Regions from separate parts of the Hordeum vulgare genome. Here region 1 is linked to region 2. Evidence: chromatin contacts called from public Hi-C data. All regions are on one chromosome and are shown on one strand. The core of a region is the stretch at or near the end of the contact, and the rest is flanking DNA. Distances in the headings are between cores, read along the strand shown.

What was found. Hi-C and Micro-C count contacts between places; a contact is called where the count stands out from the background.
Region 1: a Hi-C map of seedling shows a contact between it and region 2, with 4 times the contacts expected there. The contact joins the promoter of LOC123444996 here to the promoter of LOC123444995 in region 2. A contact is called at or near these places in 4 of 6 Hi-C or Micro-C datasets (leaf and seedling) and 1 of 1 datasets of contacts at active chromatin or transcription factors (embryo).

The regions. Positions count from the first base shown.
Region 1 is chr3H:555,718,348-555,725,143 of MorexV3_pseudomolecules_assembly, reverse strand. It overlaps LOC123444996 (protein RETICULATA-RELATED 6, chloroplastic-like), which reads right to left and starts at 3,160. Exons shown (of 7, transcript XM_045121907.1): 1 at 1,996-3,160; 2 at 1,230-1,359; 3 at 362-892; 4 at 30-137. The coding sequence starts at 2,543. LOC123444997 (sorting nexin 2A-like) reads right to left here. Exons shown (of 5, transcript XM_045121908.1): 3 at 6,463-6,723; 4 at 5,131-5,217; 5 at 3,251-3,730. The coding sequence ends at 3,650.
Region 2 is chr3H:555,469,689-555,476,425 of MorexV3_pseudomolecules_assembly, reverse strand. LOC123444995 (exocyst complex component EXO70B1-like) reads left to right here and starts at 1,266. Exons shown (of 1, transcript XM_045121906.1): 1 at 1,266-4,161. The coding sequence starts at 1,902. The coding sequence ends at 3,845. It overlaps LOC123440582 (GDSL esterase/lipase At1g58430-like), which reads right to left. Exons shown (of 3, transcript XM_045117145.1): 2 at 6,416-6,671; 3 at 5,889-6,116. The coding sequence ends at 5,929.

The DNA of each region.
Region 1 (6,796 bases), core at 1,911-4,410, 250 kb before region 2:
AGGAGTGAAAGAGTAAAGTAGGTGCCTACTTGGAACCGGTGAATCAATTCATCCACGACAGGATATTTCTCGAGGTCAAAAAAGTTCTGCAATATTTCAGGAGAAACTACACCCCGATCTATTCCTTTCTGAATATCCTGTCATGAAATGAATGCAAAATTTTACATTAGCTCAAACATAAGAAAATACGATGTTATTAAAAATCATAACTGCCGGACATAGCAAGATTTTTTAGCCGCGTTAACTTTTTAAAGAGCTCATTGCTGGTTTTCAGGAATAACATCATTTACAGCATGTTACAGCTAGTAAAAGATATAATGCAAAGGAGTATCAAACATATGCTGAGAGAGCAAGTGGTAACCTGGGGCAAAGCTTCACGCCTCCTACCAGCTGCATTCATAACTCTAGCGATTTCAGCACGGTCAAAGCAATTTCGACTGCATGGCTTGGCAGCAGAATACCACAATAAATCCGCTACGGGAATTTCACCTTCTCGCCGTATACCTTGCCTCTCAGGATCAAGAAGGATCACGACTTGCTTTTTCTTTTGCATCTTTTTAGATATTCTGGCAGGAACACCAATTCCTCGCGCCCCATACATAACATGGCTTGCACCAGTTACAACAACGAGCATCCCTGAAGGATCTCCAGTACTAATTTCCTTCATTATTATTTGGGACATGGTATAATCATCAACTACTCTTGCCTGTGCAGATAGATATGAGCTAGGGCCAAAAGGAGAGACACGAGAGGATGAAGTCTTGTCTATCAATGATCGGCCTGTGATGGATGTAAAGCCAGAAATGAAGCCTGAGCCAGCTGGAGGAGCATACAACTTCCTCTGCTCTTTTGAAAGGCCTTTGATTCCTTCCGCTTGGACAGTTCTTACCACCTAGTCAAGAAATGTATTAAGTACTTTTCACCACAGAGAAAACTAAGCCATCTTATTTAGTATGCTGCCTATCAGAATACTTCTCAGACAAGGTCCAATGAGGATGTAGAATAGGTGCTTATGCATCGAGTAAAAAAGCAGTTGATGACGCAAGGCAAGAAAAAGCTTGCCAGCTGGAATAATGTAAAAATCAATACTGAATAACTACAACTATCAAGTCCACAGCCCTAGAAAGACAGAGGTACCAATGAACAAGATTATGATCATAAAAATATCCATAACTGAACACATGCAGATGCAGTTTTGCTGGATAATGTGTGTGGCAATGATGAATTACCTCAAGTGGAGTTCCACATGCAATAAGCTTGATTCCATTATCACGGCAGTAGTTTAAAAGAGGTTCGTACTCCTGCCAGCGCTCCGGTGCCCAGTGAGATGTGTAGGACCTTAAGTTGCTGCCATCAATTCTGAATAAAGATAGGCCTGTTAGAAGTTCGTCAAGGAAGTATTGCAAGGCTGACAAAAATCAGAATCACTCACATAGAAATACACTATCCTGCAGAAAGGTGAAGGGGAAAGCAAAACTAGGGCTCCAACGGCTTACTTTCAACGGAAGCCTCATGGAAGAGAAAGGTTTGATTTGTTTGATAAATTACAATCGCTCTCATAGAAATACACCATTTCCCCATAAAGGTGAACAAGGATTACAAATTTCAATGTATTTTCTTAAATTCGGTGGGTCCTGAAATGTTTGTTATCGCAAAATTTTGGACGAGATTCAAATTAATTCAAATCAAATTTAAACTGGGTCTAATCGGTGAATTTTGATTGAAATAATTCCACATTCTTGGGGAACTCCAAATATTTCCACGAGGTCCTGAAAATTTGCTGTTATCGATATTCTAAATCCTGAGTCGAAACTATTCTGAACTTCCAGTAATATACATCTATCAGAATGAAACCACAAATGTATTTTGAAGGAAAAGCTTGGAGCACATAGAAAATTCTACCCTCTACGTGGCTGGGTTAGAAATATGAAGTATCGCAACCAGGAACAGGTAGAATCCATTCAGTTGAACAAAACAAAAAGGGCAGTAACAAACCTCCCGTGGATGAAGTGGTTTAGCTGCTCCTGGAGGTCGCAGGGGAAAGCCTCGAGCGAGAGCGAGAGGCTCCTCCCAGCGTCCGCGCAGCGAGCGGCCAGCTTCCTGACGATCTCGAGCTCGAGCACCCGGTCGTCGCGGTCGGGCACGAGCTCGGCCTCCCCGAGGTAGACGACCCGCGCGGCCATGAGCTTCTCCCACACCCTCCCGCGCGCGTCCTTCCCCACGGCCTGCGGCTCGCCGATGACCGTGGCGTCGTACATCCTCGACAGCGCCGCCTCCCCGTTGGGCTCCTCCGCTGGGGGCGGGGGCGGGGGCGGGGCCGGCTTCTCGTCGTCCGCGGCGGAGGCCGCGAGGGGGAGGTACTGGAGGGCCGTGGACGCCGCGGCCAGGGACGGGACGAGCAGGAGGAAGTCGCGGCGTGAGGCGGCGGCGCAGAGGGCCCCGCGGGAGGAAGATGACGACGAGGGGGAGAGGGGCGGTTTGGCGGGGACGAGGGGTTTGAATTTGGCGGCGCCCAGGCACCGGGAGGGCGCGCGGGGCAGCATTCTCCCCTGGCAGGGACGTCGCCGGAGGCGCGCCGGCGGCCGGGGAGAGGAAGCGGAGCGAGGCAGCAAGAGATGGAGTAGCCTGTGGCCGTTGGCTAACTATCCCTTGCTATGCTGCTTGGTGGTACGACTACGTACTACGTACTACAGTATTACAGCGCGGCAGTACAACTGTTTGTACAGGAAGCAGTACGCCTCCTCTCCTCTGTAATGATAGTAATAATAGTAATTGTAAAAATCACGAGATTTTGGAGACGTTTCTCGCCGATCGATCGTACACACGCGATCTGAAGTGTTTGAAGCTGGTCGACATTGCGTGCAAGTAGCGGACAAAGAGGCACCACGCCGCCGCGGAGCGTACCATAATTGTTTGGCAGAGATGGTGGAGACAGAGACAGAGACAGCGGCTGATTTTCGGGCGGAATTCGCCGGGGTGGGAAATTTCCAAGGCCTCCTTCTTCCGGTTTTGTGGCGGGAACTTGAGCGTGTATACGCGGCGTCTCAGGGAGCTCGCGAAGGGTCACCCGCCCTACGCTTGGCGGCTGATTGCGTGATAGGAATGGCTACTGGCTGCCGACCACTGGCTCGCGCCTCCGCGAGCATATCCAACCAGTCAGCCTCGTCGGAGACGAGTGGCTCACCTTCCGCACAAACCTGGGGATGCGCAGCATAGTACTCGTATCAGATAGCAAATGCAAGCCTGCAACTCTTCTGAACGACTGGAAATAATCTCTCTCGTGTAGTACATGGTTCTTTCAGGAAGCAGGGAACTCCTCAATTCCAGTCAGCTAGTGCCGCATAATTGTACAGAGAAAACTCAGCATTACAGCTAGGCCCAGGGTGGGGAAAAACTGGGGAAAATTGATTCGCAGGTTTTGCGATCGAGGATTTGTTCTTTCTTTCCTCAGAAATTCTCAGGTGCACACCCGGAGATAGCTACATCCAAGAAAATCCTTGACCCGGCGGTGCCCCTTGGGGAGCGGAAACTGTATCTGCACATATCGCCTAAATCACCGGGCGAGTGATAACACGAATCTCAATGTGGTAACCAATGTTGATGCTGCAGACGAGTAGCTCACAATTCACACCTATATTTACATCCTACTTCAGCTGCGCCTTTCTGCATATCCTTTTGTGTCTTCTGCTAACTTTGCCCATATGCTAGCAATATTGTCTGACTGAGCAACCTGCACATTGACAAAATACAAGGATGTCGATGTAGTTAGCTTTTACAATGACTAAATTTATTTGTACTGTGAAATGGACTGTTTATTTTCTTTCCAAAAAGAAGAAAAAGAAATGCACTGTTTATTTTCAAAGAGTTGTAGAGAACTCCTAAGTGTCGAAAACAAGACGGTGACCCACCAGTAAACTGTATGCACCTGCTGGTATTATATATTTTTGACTTTCAAACAACGCCATCTAGGTTGCCTCAGGTGAACTTTAGAAAATTATTCATTGGCGGTGTTGAAAGCTAAAATACTTCCATACGCGATGAACTTTTCTTGGCCAAAAAGGCAACAGGCATTAACCGACAATGCGCTACAGTGGTCCAAAATACATTTCAGATGTTACCTACAGTATCCAATCAAACACTACTTCCCAATCCATACATACAGAACAAACTATGTCTTACAAAACGATGTCATACAGTGTAGATTTTTCACATCACTACCAGATTACCATGAAGCATACAGTGTTTGACATATGGACATTGGTTTGCTCCTCTTAATCAGAGTTTATCCTTTACTTTGCTCTAGAGAAATAAACACAACAAATAACAATTATACCATATCATTTATAGTCAATACCATGTACTCCCTCCGTTCCTAAATATAAGTCTTTGTAGAGATTTCACTAATGGACTACATACGGATGTATATAGACATACTTTAGAGTGTACATTCAATCATTTTCCTCCGTATGTAGACACCTATTGAAATCGCTTAAAAGACTTATATTTAGGAACGGAGGGAGTAACAAACTAATAGCACTACAGGACCACCCTAACGGTCGCTAGGTCGACATGGTTTCTACTTTCTGCAAGCCTTCAAAGTGTTTCTTTATGTGGTGCTCAAGCTCTAGGTAACCATCCAGCAGAAACATGAAAAAGGAACATGCATCACATGCCCTTAGGTCAATATAACGACCCAGATAAGAAAGGTGAGACTGCAAACACCAACTGGACCGAGAACTCACTTCTGCTGCATGCATATAAAATACAAAGCTGTGCAGCGCAAAATTCATACAACCATGGTCGCCACATACCAATTTCCAAGTGCTCATTTTGCACTTTTCAAGAAAAGCGAGCAACTGGGCAGTAGCCGCAGTAGGCATCATTACTAACTTCTGGTTTTAAACTGGGCAATACTATGTAATGGTAAGGGGTAACATTTTGGATTGAATGTCAGGTACTGAATTTAAAAATAATGAGCTATGAAGATATATCTAAAGCAAATAGTAGTTAATATGGTAGACAGATACTCGAACTGATGTATTTACCTTTTGATTTTGCATTCAAAAGTCCAAAGGATCGTGAAACCGGCAACCAAAAGAATAATTCAGAATTGAAGTTTGAAATTTATACCTGACTTGTTACAAAGCCTTTCATCATCTCCACCAAATCCTGGCGTATCTCTTTATTAAATCTTTTAATTTCATTCATGTTGTTTTCCTGCATTAGAGAAGCTTATTTCAGAGAAAACCCAAATAGTCCATGCCAAACAACAAAACGGGAATTTAAAATCAACAGCATAGCCATGTCCTAGTATTACCAAAATTCTAACATGTGGTTTAATAACATACAGAAGGATGCGACACTTTCCGTGCCAAAAAGGAAAGAAAAATATGGATGGGCACTTTACTTGACTTGAAAGAGAGTGTGTTATTACACAGGCGTGCCTCGTAATCTTTCTTAGTCACCTCAAATAGATACAGTACTGCCTGGGTTGAACAACCGCCTTAAAGACTCCAATATTGTCAACACAAAACGAATCACACAGGACAAATACAGCCTACATATTCAAGTTTATGTACTGGCCTACTGGGAGAAACCTGTCCCAGTAGGTCAATCCATAACCTAGTACTCCCTCCACCAGGAAATACTTGTCGGAGAAATGAATGTATCTAGACATATTTTAGTTCTAGATACATCCATTTTATCCATTTCTCGGACAAGTATTTCTGGACGGAGGGAGTATATCTAAGTCATACCCGGCACTGTCATCATTTAAATAATAGAAATCTATCTTGAAAACCAATTGTCAATCTGTATATACTATAAAGAAACTTCAATTACTTTACTGACAGTTAATGTAATCTGAATACTTCGCACAACTCATATGACCATACTGAACTAACAATCTTTACTCCTGAATTTTAAGCAAAACAAATATCCTCCTGCTGCAGCAATTGAAGCTACGAATTCGTTCCAACTTCTGAGAGTTTAACTCGGACTTTTTTTTGTGTGTGTACATAAACACTGTGTTCGCTGATAGTACACCTCAGACATCACTATGATAAATTAATAACATTAGTTCAGACTGACTGACAAAGTCAAACGATGCATATATACGGGAGTTCATTACAGTGTTCATGACATTTAACTAGTGTCAGGTAATGTCTTGAAGCTCACTGCCAGAACCAAGATCCAATGTGGTTTATTTTGATTTGGCTGATTGTTTTCGATAAGATGTAAACTGCAGTATGAAGCTATTGCTCCTCCACAAATACAGAATTGTGTTTGTGTAACCATTGCAAGAATATTAACCATAAACTAGGAAATGTTGTCATCTGACCTTATAGCATAACAACCTTGAATTGTGCAATTTAAAAACAAATAGTAACTCACATCTCAGAAGGCCACTATCAAGTAGAACACGCGCATTGTATACTTAATTCAAAAGTTTAGGTGATTTACCTTGATAAGCTCATACTCTTTGCGTGCATGACTTTTTGCGTCTTCTGTTGTTCTTATTGTTTCTTTCAGTTCTTCGACCTTCTGATACCTCGTCCTCTCCTGATCTATTCCTCTTGATGACACAGATTCAAGTTTCGCCAGCCGGTTGTGCAAGGCAAATAAGTCTGATGATAGACTTTGGATATGAAGCAAAGCATTAGAGCGATCAGTAAATGCATTGTGGACAGAAGTCATCGTCTCCAGGTACTTATGGATAGTGTCCTGTAAAAGCAGAAACACCGTTATAGATCAAGAAACAAAATAATCAAGAAGATCTATATCGAAGAAAATGTTA
Region 2 (6,737 bases), core at 17-2,516:
GCACCGGCAGCCGTCCTGCGCGCGAGCGAGGAGGAGGCGTGTCTGAAGGAGGAGGAGGAGGAGGCCGCCTACGAGGAGCAGTCGGTGGAGGCCATTGCTTTTCTGCTGCCCGTGACGTAGTCGTGACTCAGTTGGCCCCGCCGTCCCCTTAGGCCGAAGATATACGCCTCGGACAGGGTGGTGCGCGAGTGGGTCAGCGCGCCACCCGTCTGGTTGGGTGCGACGCCGGAGCAGGAGGCGGTCTACCGACGATAGCGGCGGGTGAGGGAGGAGGGCGAAGAGGCCTGACGGATCGAGCTGCTGGAGCGTGAGGCTGAAGCCGGGGAGGAGAAGCTCCGTGCCGCCGAGCAAGCGGCGGTGCAACCACCGGCGGACGACGTCACCGCCACGTGGGAGATGACCTTCCCGTGGACTGGGTCGACGCCGACACTTGTCGACTTCACCAGCCCCGACGACGACGAGGAGGTGGACGCCTAGGCTCCTCGTTTTTTACTTTATTAAATTTTATGTTTTAAATGTAATGTGAACTATTTAATCAATAGTTTATGTTTATTCAAAATGTTCTTTTTCGCGTTGTCTAAAAAGGATCGTTGGCCACGTTGGACGCAAGCGCCGACCTAATTATAAAAGCGGACATGGATATTCATCAGACCATTTAAACGAACAAAATGCGAATAAAAGCGTCGTTGGTTTAGATCCACGCGTTGGAATTGCTCTAAGCTGCCAACAACGGGCCTTCATTCGATTTGGGCTAAGCCATTGTCAAAAGGAGAGTGCTCTGCCCCGGCGTACGATCCACCAACTCCCGCGCGTCCGCATCGTTAGATCTTCATGCAACATTTTTTTCTTCGATGCAGCAAATTTCAGCGCGATCCAGGAATTTTTTCAACGGTTGCAACGAAAAACAAAATTTATAGCAAAATAATATCTACGTGATCGTAGCAAAAAAACGAAGCTGATGGTGCGTGGTAGCAAAAATTAAACACCGGTTATAGTAAATATGTACGTGAACGTGGATGCAACTTTTTTAGTGAACGGTTGCAACAAAAAATGATGCCGGTTGTAGCAAAAATTAACACGGTTATAGCAATAGTAAAAAACACCGATTGTAACGAAAAATCCAACGAACTGAAGTTGCAACCAAACGTATATGCAACATTTTTACTGAATAAATATAGAAAAAAACATTTGTAGCAAATATTATGTTGGTTGTAACAATTTAAACAAAACAATGTTACATGCCTAATCAGCGAGGTGCGCGCGGATCTTGTGCGAAGGCAGGGGCACCGGCCCAGAAACGTTTCCGTTGTCAAAAGCACAACCTGGGGCTTTTCCTCCCCTACGCAACAGCCCGAGCACAGGCTAAGCAGCCAACCACCACTACTTTCCCGTTGATCACGCCACCTCTGCCGCACTTTGTAGCTAAAACCTTTCCGTGTCGACGCGACCAAATGCCCAAAACCCTAGCACTACGCTCCGTCGGCCGGGCCCCCACCTGTCAGCGACAAATTAAACCCCTCACCGTCTTCCCGAGCGGTGTCCCTGTCCGCATTTATTCATGCTTTGCGGCCCGGTCTCCCAGCCTTTCCCCTCTCCCGATGTCACCGAGTTTTTACTCGACCGTCCACCCGGTCGAAGAGCACCCCAAAACCCACAGCCCACAACGAATTTACCCTCCTCTCCCCACGGTAATTTTTTTTATCGACACGTCGCAATTTACAGCCGTGCTCTGCTAGCAGCTAGCAGGTGAGCGCCCAGTTCACGAGCTGTCGCTGTCCGGCACAGAACACCACCGCTCTCCCCCACCGCAGCCACTCCCTCCGCCGCGCCGCGTGACCGAACAAACCCTAGCTCGCACCTCGCCGGGAGTGCCTTCCGGCGTCGGGTTCCTCTCGCGGCTCATGGCGGAGGACGGCGAGGAGAAGCTGCTCGCCACGGTGCAGCACATCGCCAAGACGCTGGGCCGCACCGGCACCATGACGGAGGACATACTCAAGGTCTTCTCCAACTACGACGGCCGCCTCTCCCTCGACAAGCTCTACGCCGCGGCGGCCGCGGCCGGAGGAGGAGGAGGGGCAGGGGAGCACTCGATGTCGATGCCGGCCTCCTCGCCCCCGCCCGTGCTGCCCACTGCCGCGGCGGCGCACTCGATGCCGCCGCCGGTCACGTCGCTGGAGCGGACCGTGCGCACGCTCGACCGGCAGATCTCGCAGTTCGTGACCATGGAGAGGCTCGTCTGGGCCGACTCCGCCGACGCGGACGCCTTCCTGGAGGCGGTGGACGACCTCATCGGCACCGTGCAAGAGCTGGACGCGGCGGGGACCAACCGCGGGCTGCTCGACCGCGCCGACGAGCTGCTCAGCCGGTGCATGGCCCGGCTGGAGGACGAGTTCCGGGCGCTTATCGAGCGCCCCGACGACGCGGCCCCGGCGGCGCCCGGCGGCTTCGACTCCGAGCAGAGCGACGACGAGGACTTCGACGCGGACGACGGCTACGGCGACGAGCCAATCCCCATCGCCAAGCCGGTCACGGATTTCGACGTGGTCATCGACGCCCTGCCCCCGGGGTCCGTCTCCGACGTGCACCAGATCGCGCGGAGGATGGTCGATGCGGGCTTCGGCCGCGAGTGCGCCGAGGCCTACGCGGCCGCGCGCCGCGGGTTCATCGACGAGAGCGTCGCGCGCCTCGGCATCCGCTCGCGCACCTCGGACGAGGTCCACTCCCTGCCCTGGGAGGAGCTCGAGTTCGACATTGCGCGCTGGATTCCGGCCTTCAAGATGGTGTTCCGCATCCTCATCCCCAGCGAGCGCCGCCTCTCCGACCGTGTCTTCGAGGGCCTCGCCCCCTACGGCGACCTCGCCTTCGTCGCCGCGGTTCGCACCCAGGCGCTGCAGCTTATCTCATTCGGCGATGCCGTTGCCGCTGCCAGCCGTGCGCCAGAGCGCCTCTTTCGTGTCATCGACATGTACGAGGCGGTGCGTGATCTCCTCCCCGACCTCGACCCTGTTTTCGCCGACCCCTACTCTGCAGCGCTTCGCGCCGAGGTCTCTGCTGTATGCAACACTCTCGGCTCCTCCATCAAAGGTATATTCATGGAGCTGGAAAATCTGATCCGCCGTGACCCAGCCCGTGTTGCGGTGCCCGGCGGTGGCATACACCCCATCACTCGCTATGTCATGAATTATCTCCGTGCGGCATGTGGTTCAAGACAGACACTAGAAGAGGTGATGGAGGGTGACCTGGGTGCTCTTGGCGTGACCGCCATCGCCGTCGATCCTGACCGCCCCACCTCATCGCTTGCCGTGCACATTGCGTGGATCATGGATGTGCTTCACAAGAATCTGGAGAGCAAATCCAAGATATACAGGGACCCGCCACTGGCCTCCATCTTCTTGATGAATAATGGCAAGTACGTCATCCACAAGGTGAATGACAGCGAGCTTGGGGTTTTACTTGGGGATGACTGGATGAAGCAGATGTTAAGCAGAGTGCGCCGGTGGAGTATGGAGTACCAGCGTGGGGCTTGGGCGAAGGTGATGTCGGTGCTGCAGACCGGAGGCTCTGGGTTTTCAGGTCTCCCACCAAAGGCCATGCTTCAGAAACTGCAGATGTTCAATGGCTACCTGGAGGAGATTCGGGCGGCGCAGTCTGAGTGGGTGATCACAGATGATCAGCTGCGTGCCGATGTCAAGGCAGCAATAGCAGATTCAGTGCTGCCTGCATACAAGGGCTTGATTGCTAGGCTGAGATCATCTCCAGATGCTCCGCAGGATTTGTTCATCAAGCATACCCCGGAGGATGTTGAGGCATGCATCCAACATTTGTTTGAAGGAATTGGGAAATGATTGGTTATCTTGTAGTAGCATCTTATTGGTCCTGCCTGTGATTTTCGTATCATCACTAATGTACTGTTGTGGCGGAGATCTGAAGTTCTGAACATTGATAATGGTGCCATTTTGGATTTGATGGTGTTTTGCCATGAGGTTAGGCTTTATATTAGACGTGGAAATCATTGTCTTCTCCAGCTCTGTAAAATATTGTAGGCGTTTATCTGTCGGTTGTTAAGGGTAGTCTTATTCAACACATTATCTGTCTTCTTCGTTTGTGTTTCAGTGCTTAGTTGTTCAGGTGATGAAGGGGAAACGCTTATCTTTAAGTTCAGATCCGCCAAGCTTGTCTGTTGTCTGTTGTGATCGTGTGTGTGCGACCCAACTTTCTGATGGCTAGGCCTAGTAGTATGGTTCTTGTTATAGAAAGTATGATTCTTATTATAGAAAGGATGCAAGTTAAGTCTGCTCCCTCATTTCCTATGGGTTCGATATATCTTGGAACAGATTGCTCTCTATTTCTCTTGTATTTCATTTACTGTATCTATAATCTTCAATAATGTTGTTCCTTCCGTTTCTGAGAAAAAAACTTGTTACAAAGTTGTTAGATAAGGGTACAAACTCTAATTCAGTTTTGTTAACACAAGTGGAAGATGATTAGGAAATACTGGGTATCTATCAGGCACTATCTAATGTTCACTGAGGTTCCTTGTCCAACTTAGAATTTGAGGCTTCTCAGGGTAGAGTGATTTTGGGTGAGGCAGCATGGAGAGCCAATCATGTAGCAAGGCAAATACTTGGTCTGCTGGATGGATACCCTCACTTACAAGTGGTGTACTATTAAACGTTGCAAGTGCCACGCTAAACAAATGTGGAGAACTTAACAGATACACAACCACCAATCTATAGCACGTACTTGCTCCGTTCACAAATATAAGATGTTCTAACTTTTTTCTGAATCGGATGTATATAGACACGTTTAGTGTGTTTGTTAACCCATTTCAGTCTGTATGTAGTCGATGTTGAAATATCCAAAACAGAGTACTTGGTACCTGCAAATTCATGAAACATGCAATGGTGTGCTGCGCACAATTCTGAAGTTATATGTGTGCTAGTATTTCTTTGGTTACTGCAAGTATGGATGGATTTGTTTTTCAGTTTTTGCAGGTATGTGGCACTGGTATCCCTGAATTTATCACAACTTTCAAACAGTGCATCGTTTATGCATTTGAATTATTGTAAATTTGTAATGCTATCCATACAGGATAGCAGATCTTCTCTTAATCATTTATACTTTTGCACTATTTGTCAAAGCATGCCTTTTCGTCCCTTTTTTGATTGTGGTGTTCCTTCTGTAAATCAATCACTTGGTGTTTTGATTCTTTTTGAAAGAGTCAAGGCTACAATTGCCAACAGTTGACGCTTTCTAAGTACTCTTCGTTGAACTGCGGAACGTTGCTATCCTGAAGTAAGCTTGTTATGACCCTCTAACAAATGGCGTTTGTTATTTACTGAATACTACGACTGTGTGCACATATGCTGATATCATGCACGACCGGTGCTCTTTTTACTTAAAATGATGGTCTTCTGAGCTTGTGCATTATTTTGGAATATTGATAACTCATTTTATGAACAAGTGGTTATATATCCTTAATCCTAGTGCCGCGGTAGGTGAACAATGTTCTGTATCCTCATTCTCTTAATTTGCCTTCAGTAAGGTTTGTTTTGCAACCCCAATTCTCTCGAATATGAAGTACGCATTTGAAACATTTTAACTAGTCAACTTTGTCAGCTGCAGATGATTGGACTGGATACCACAATCCTCTTTTATATTGCTTGCACGGATGATTCAGGGCCTAAGAGGTTCACACATTCACAAGTTATACATCTGTGAAGTTACCTGAGGCAAGGATGGTCACTCCCAGTCAGTTTCCTTCTCACAACCTGATCAGTGTTATATGCCTTTGACTTCTTAATTTCCTTCCTTAAATCAATTGCTGAGAATGCTGATCGTACCATATTATATACTCCAAAGTCAGAGAATGCGCCAAACACGTTAGGTTAATGCAACGAGGAAATTCTTATTTGAGCATTTGACTCGTTAAAACTGTGGAATTACATTTTTCACTATGTAATCGGTTGCTATCCTATAAACCCTCTCTGTTGGGTGCACCGCATCATAAAATATATAGGATGACACATTCCTGCAGATAGGGGTAAATCTGTTGCAAAGTATTCCGACCTCTGTGAGCCCAGTCCCACAACATCCCAGTGTTGTCTCTGTAAATCCTGTTATCATGGCAAAGTTTGTCAGAACTGGTAACACAAACTGATAACTCTGCTTTCTGCCATTAAACCGTTAGCTGTTTGGTTTTCTGACAGCTTCTAGTTGTATAACACCATGCTTTCCTTATTCTTCTTTAGGTAGGATTGTGATGCAATCTTGGTGCTTTTCAGCAGAACTGACTATTTGTAGCATACTAGTTCTGCTTTAGCTATATGATTAAGATAGAACTAACTATAAGTGATCTTAGAGGTGGCCACTAGCAAAACCAAGTTGTGAGTCATGACACTACTGGAAAACATACCGTATTTATTGCTGTTGTCAATGATCTGCGTAAAAGCTTCGTATGCATTCAAGTATACAATTCTGCTTCCTCTGAGTGAGCCTTGTAATGCTGGAATCAACTTCTGAAGTTTGGAGTTGTAGACCTGGGCCTCCCTGTTCTGCTCATCCACACAACCCCTCTCAGGGTCTCCACTCAATGTGATCTGAAAGGGTATGCAGCCAAATGGAGGAAGACCTGCCAAGATGAACTGCCGGCCCCCGACTTTATACAGCTCCTGCATTCCAGTTTAGGGATTTTTTCGTTGTTGAGAAAATAAACATAGTTGTGGTCCATGTGTTAC